Regions from separate parts of the Gossypium hirsutum genome. Here region 2 is linked to region 1. A link is a contact called in public Hi-C data. All regions are on one chromosome and are shown on one strand. Each heading gives the region's core, a stretch centred on a gene start, on an enhancer-like site or on the middle of the called end of the contact. The rest is flanking DNA. Distances are from core to core; before and after follow the strand shown.

Region 1 (3,001 bases), core at 479-2,978:
CCGGGTCAACTCTAGAGCTCACATAAGCTTGTACAAGACTTGAAAAAGTTTTAAATTTTAGTAAATGATTAATCTAATAAAAGCTATTGAATTTTGATCATAAATTGTTTGTAACTATTCTGCTTCGTACTATAGCATTCTATAACTCGATCCCGGCAATAGGGACGAGCGAGGGGTGTTACAATTACATTATTATTCTATTTTATTCCAACAAACTAGTTGTACTTTTAGAAAGCATTTGGTATGATGAAAAGTTATCACTTTTTAAGGAATTTAATTGGTTGGAATGTGATTCCACTGTTTGGTATACAACATTTGGTTTAATTTCCTTGGAATGTAATATCCCTTGGGAATTACTTTCTTACAAGTTATGGAAAGTGATTTCATTGATAATTGTGAGAAAGTAACTTTCCCATGTAGATGAAAAGTAAAAAAGGCTTGCTAAGATAAAAATAACCTTTCTTTTAGGGTAAACTTTCTAGTTAGCCACCAAACTTTTAGGGTGCTTTCATTTTGGCCATCCAAAATAAAATCTTTCCAATTTCGTCAACTAACTCTTAAGGTGCTTTCATTTTAGTCACCCAAGCATTAAATCTCAAACGATGGTTAACTATACATGTCGCATCATGTTTATACTTTCATATTGGTCACCCATATTCTAGGTTGCTTTCATTTTGGTCACCCCAAAAAAGGTTTTTTTTTTACTTATTGATCAGGGTAAAAAGTATTAGGGATTCAAGTGAAAAACGGTAGAAACTAAAATAATGCATTAAAAAAATTGTCAAATTGTACTTATTTAACCCCATTTCTGGAAGTTCTAATTTTTTTTTCAATATTAAAATTTTAAACTTTAAAACATCAAAATCAATTAAATAACTTATTGAAAAATTATATCCCTTGATAATGTCAACTGATTTATTACTATAATATTGGAACTAAATAATTTAATCTCCTTCTAAAAGTTTAAATTTTATTTTATTTTATTTTTTCAAATTAAAATAAACTGAAATAACTCATTTTTAATAATTTTCTATGAAACATAAATTTCTTTTGATTATAGTATCTTGAATCTTCCATACTAAGCTAAAAGTAAAGAAAAATCTTTGCAATTAATTAATTTAATTAATTTTATCTTTCATACCAAACAAAATTCATAGTTTTATTTATTAATTTTTTACCCAAACGAAGAACAAACAATTAATTAATTAATTGTAATGATTTTCAGAAATGGGATAAACAAATACAATTTGATAAATTTTTGGTATTATTTTAGTTTCTACAATTTTTTCACTTTAATTCTTAATTGTTTTACCTCAACCAATACTTAAAAAAAAGATTTTTTGGGTAACTAAAATGAAAGTATAAATATAAAGTTTTATGTACAGTTAACTACCATTAAAAATTTAATGCCTGAATAACAAAAATAAAAATATTCTAAAAATTGAGTAACCAACTAAATAATTTACCTTACTTTTATTTGTGTTTTAGGATATTAAATCCTTATTGTAAAAACAAAAATATAACATGTCTTTTATTCTCTGGTCAATTATTTAAATTCATTGTTTCAAAATAAATATTTTTTTCTTTTGTTATAAATATTTTAAATATATATTTTTATTAAATCAATATTTTTTTTAAGAGAAACGACTAGATCTTGTATTTATATAAAAAAGAAGGCCAAAAATAAGACCACCCAAACTGGGTCATCTAAACTGGGCTAAGGTTTGAATTAAGAAATGGCGGTTTTAGTCTGCCATGAGTAAAGTAAAAGCAAATGTAAAGGAACTACAGAAAAAACAAAAATAATAAATGCTGCAGAAAAAGGAAACCTAATCTTTAAGACTAGTCGAATAAAAAAAATAGCCGTAGACCTTTTTTCGTCTTCTTGTCCCATCATCTGTCCCTTTTGTTTCAGATGGTAGCCGTTTCAAAATTTTCTTTACCTGCTACCCATTTCATTTCTTCCCTCATACTTCACTCCTTAGTCTGGTTCTCTTCTCCAGTGCCCTTCCGGATACAGAGAGAAACCCCCATTCGCTTGCACTAGGTATGTCTCCTCTTATTTCTTTAAAGCTTCTCGAGCGATCTTGTCTGCAAATACGTTATGTGTTCTGTTTATAAACTGGAATCAGATATTTTGAAAACTAATCTTCTTGCTCTGGATGTCGTGAATAATAGCCCCTATGACTGACTTATCTTTCTCCATGGATTGGCATTTCTTGATGATTGTCCGGGAATCCCCTATGACCGTTACTGAGGGGAGATTCATCGTAATCCCTAGTTTTGTCGCTTGTAGACCTGCAAGGGCTTCTGCGGCAAAAGGAGAAGGAACATTTTTGTGCAGGACTGTCTTTGTTGCGGAGAATCTACCTGACTGGCCCCAGACCACCACCCCTGATGCTGATTTAAGAATCCTTTTATCAAAGGCTGCGTCAAATGTAATCGTCACTTCGTTATGAGGCTCTCGAAGACTGTGACTATAATTCATATTTGAGGTACTTGTTCTCTCCTCCAGACCTTCAAGTTCGGCTATATATTTTTTAATTTTATGTGATAACTCTCTCCTGTCTCCAATTTTCTTTCATGTATGAGTATATTTCGCGAGTTCCAAATAAACCACATACCAGAACAGATCCTTTTACACTGCTCAGTAGTACTCCTCTTGAAAACCCAAGTGATCCATTTCCAGAATCCCTGATTCGTACTTCCAATAATCCAGGATAGATCTAATAATTGCCATACCTCAACTGTTATAGGACACTGCCGAAAGATATGAGTGATATCTTCTTCCTCTCTTCCGCAACGAGGACATGCTACATTACTAGTAACTCGTTTGTATTTTAAATTAATGAGAGTAGGAAGATAGTTCCAGGATATTTTCCATACTGTAATTGCTATTTTGGAAGGAAGTTGTAGATTCCATAGCTTTTTATAAAAATCCTTAATGTCGGCCTGTATTAAACAAAAATTAGGATCCAAGCTAGACTCTTGTAATAGTTTG
Region 2 (3,012 bases), core at 160-2,659, 300 kb before region 1:
ATAACAGTGACAAAAAAACCGGAAGTGAAAGATTGAGAGGAACTGAATCATTTTAAAAGTCTTACAATTTCAGTGCGTGCTGGCTGTTTTTCACTTCTTTAAATATTGACCAACAAGTTAGTATGGGAGTGTTGGTATGTATATATATTTAAAAGATAAGCATTTTATAACTTTTAACTTGTGCTTATCTCACACCCGCATATTACTATATGGTATCACTTCAATAATTAACTCAAGGAAAAGATTAGTTATGTTATGTTTTGGTTGGTGGTTTGAATTTTTGTGTGTATTCTCCATTATTAATATTTTATTTTTTTCATGAGATTACGGATATATATCTATTCTATTAAGGAGCTCACTCTGTGAATTCATATGGTTTTTCATGAAATTGGAAAACAAAATCCTAAAAGAGGACAATACTTTTGATTGTTGAGGGCAATTCTAACTACTTAACAGACGACGCTTTGAAGATATTTTTTTCGAAAAAATTAGTTTCCCTCAATAAAATCTAAATAGATAAAATCATGTAAATTAAAAAGTTGGAGATTCAAACTTATGCTTCGTTGAGAGAATGGATGCAAGGTGATACCTTTAGGTTCTCATTATGGCTTTGGGCACGATTTTGCTGTGTAAACCATTGTGGCTCTCAATATTATTGTGTAAACCACCCCATTATAACTCTCGATATGGTCGTGAACCCTTAAATTCTCGGTACTGTCGTGTGAGCCACCCTCATCGAGATAATGCTCTAACAGTTAGTTTGCTTTGTTAAGCTTATATTAGCAAAGACAAAGATATAGATAACATTGAATAATTTAAGAAGGATGATAATTGATTAACGAGTTAATTAACAATTATAACGATTAAAGAATACTGTAAAAACATGGTATACTTGGAATGTAAATGAATATTAGTTGAACAAGAAAATTTCATATTTTTGGTTGTAATGGGTGTGACCGGCTTCGGATCATGAATCAGACCTACAACGATAGTACTTGGAGCATCCTCGGTTGTAAGGGTTGGATGGTTCTGGGAGGCAGCCGCCACTTTTACTATAAGCTTCACCCCCAGCACCACCGCGGCAGACTGGTTGATCTCTTTTAAGTGCGCCGGGAGATATATACCTTTTCTGTTCTAGAAACCTGCGGCTTATTTCTGACTCCATTAGCATCTCGTTTGCTTCATTGCACACTCTGATAGATCCATTGCAGTGCATGAGCACATCATTAACGGTTGAGGACTCAATTTGGCTAAAACAACTTAAGGTGAAGAAGAACAGAAGGAAGAAGAAATGGAGAGATTTCATAATGTTGGATTTGTATGCTTTGGTTTGACATTGAAAATTGAAGTAGTTGAGAACTTTTTAGAACTTTAAAACAACATTTTCTTTTCTCGGAAAGTGGCACTAGTGGAAGCTCCATTACGGACGAATAAGCTCAGGACCGCACTTCACCTAACCCCAATCATGCCCTTTTTTCTTTAGACGCATATGATCTCATAATTAAAAACAATGAAGTTTTTAGGGTGAGGTTTGATCGGAATAATAAAATTTTCATCTCCGTTAGATATGGCCTCGAGTCTCATAGGTCTCGATTTATTAAGTTGTTTCACCATTTATTATTATTTTTTTTTTGTACTTTGGAGGATCAACTTGGTAAAAGGGCCCAAAAAATGTTACACAAAGTATGACATAACACATAATATTTAAATTTACAAATAATTATAGATATATTAAAGATTTATGTTTTCCTTTTTCATGTTGAGATGGGACGATGATATTTGTCGCATAGGCCAAAATTTTTAATCCATGACTAATTATTAGACTTGGTGAGTATAATCCATATTGAGTAGGTGACACTTATTAATTAGATCTTAATTTAGATTTAAAATTAGTATTTTTTTAATAAAGTAATAAATATTATTTTATGGGTGTTTATTTATTTTTTATATAAATAAAAAAACAACGTATATACATTATGGAAGTTATGAAATTTGAGCCCAAAATATTATAATTTTCACTACTTTAATCTTACCATTTTAACTAAAATTATATTTTATTTTTATATCAATTTTTTTAATAATTTTGTTACATAAAAAATTTTACCAACATTACGGGCGTGTCATAAGTAATAATAGTTAAAGTACGTCGTCATTATTTTAAAATTAACCATAATATAAATATCTGAAGATGTCAAAATCAATGAATTATTAATGTATTAAATGATAACCTATGTAATAGGCCCAATTTGCCTGGCTTGCCAGAAAATAAAATTTTTTAAAATCCAAGTTTTTGTTACAAGCCCAAAAAAATAAATGAAGCCCAAAATTAACCCTAACCCAAATACAAGCCCAATGGCCCAAAGTGATTAAACATTTTCAGTAAAACAAAACCTTAGAGGCTTCCCCCGCGTTGTTTCTCCTCGGCCACGTTGCCCACTCCTTGTCTCGAGGCGCCTTATCCCGAGGTCCTTCTGCAAGCTTGCACCGAAATGGAAAAAAATTCCTTCTGCGCCTTCGTCAATGCCTGCAAACAAGCAAAAAAGGGGAAAGCAGAAACGAAGCAAATATACAGTAAAAACAGTAGCAAACTTTTTGTATTCGGCTAAAAAGCATTAAAGAAATCAAAAAAAGAAATTGCAAAAGGTGATTTGCTTCATTTTACCTGTTATCTATTTTTATTTTTATCATTTAAAAAAAAGAAGGGCATAAGATATAATAAAAATTAAAACTTACCGACTTGTTTCGATTTCCATCGCCGCGAGTGAGGGAGAGGACGTCGTCCTCGATGATGGACGGCTTTTTTTCGGTGTGACAAGAGAGAAGTCGAAGGGTTTCTTTCAGATTTTACCATTTTTGGCAGAGTTGTGATGAAAACCATCTCCAGATCCAGGCTCCAGTAGCCAAAACGTTCAAAATGGGGGTCTTATGGTGCTTTCCGGCCACCAGAGACGGGCGGAGCCTATCGTCGACGACAGTGGCCATCGTGGAATCCACCCCCCTTTGGCCAGATTC

Evidence for each region. A called contact is a pair of places that touch in the nucleus more often than the background predicts.
Region 2: a contact with region 1 is called in a Hi-C map of hypocotyl, with 2.1 times the contacts expected there. The contact joins the promoter of LOC121208476 here to the promoter of LOC107915107 in region 1. A contact is called at or near these places in 2 of 34 Hi-C or Micro-C datasets (hypocotyl and leaf).

Annotation. Positions count from the first base shown.
Region 1 is chrA10:72,401,003-72,404,003 of Gossypium_hirsutum_v2.1, reverse strand. It overlaps LOC107915107 (probable xyloglucan galactosyltransferase GT14), which reads left to right and starts at 1,728. Exons shown (of 3, transcript XM_041079176.1): 1 at 1,728-2,674; 2 at 2,757-3,001.
Region 2 is chrA10:72,705,426-72,708,437 of Gossypium_hirsutum_v2.1, reverse strand. It overlaps LOC121208476 (protein RALF-like 32), which reads right to left and starts at 1,409. Exons shown (of 1, transcript XM_041079183.1): 1 at 832-1,409. The coding sequence starts at 1,306. The coding sequence ends at 968. LOC107915103 reads right to left here. Exons shown (of 2, transcript XM_016844239.2): 1 at 2,734-3,012; 2 at 2,198-2,524. The coding sequence starts at 2,878. The coding sequence ends at 2,367.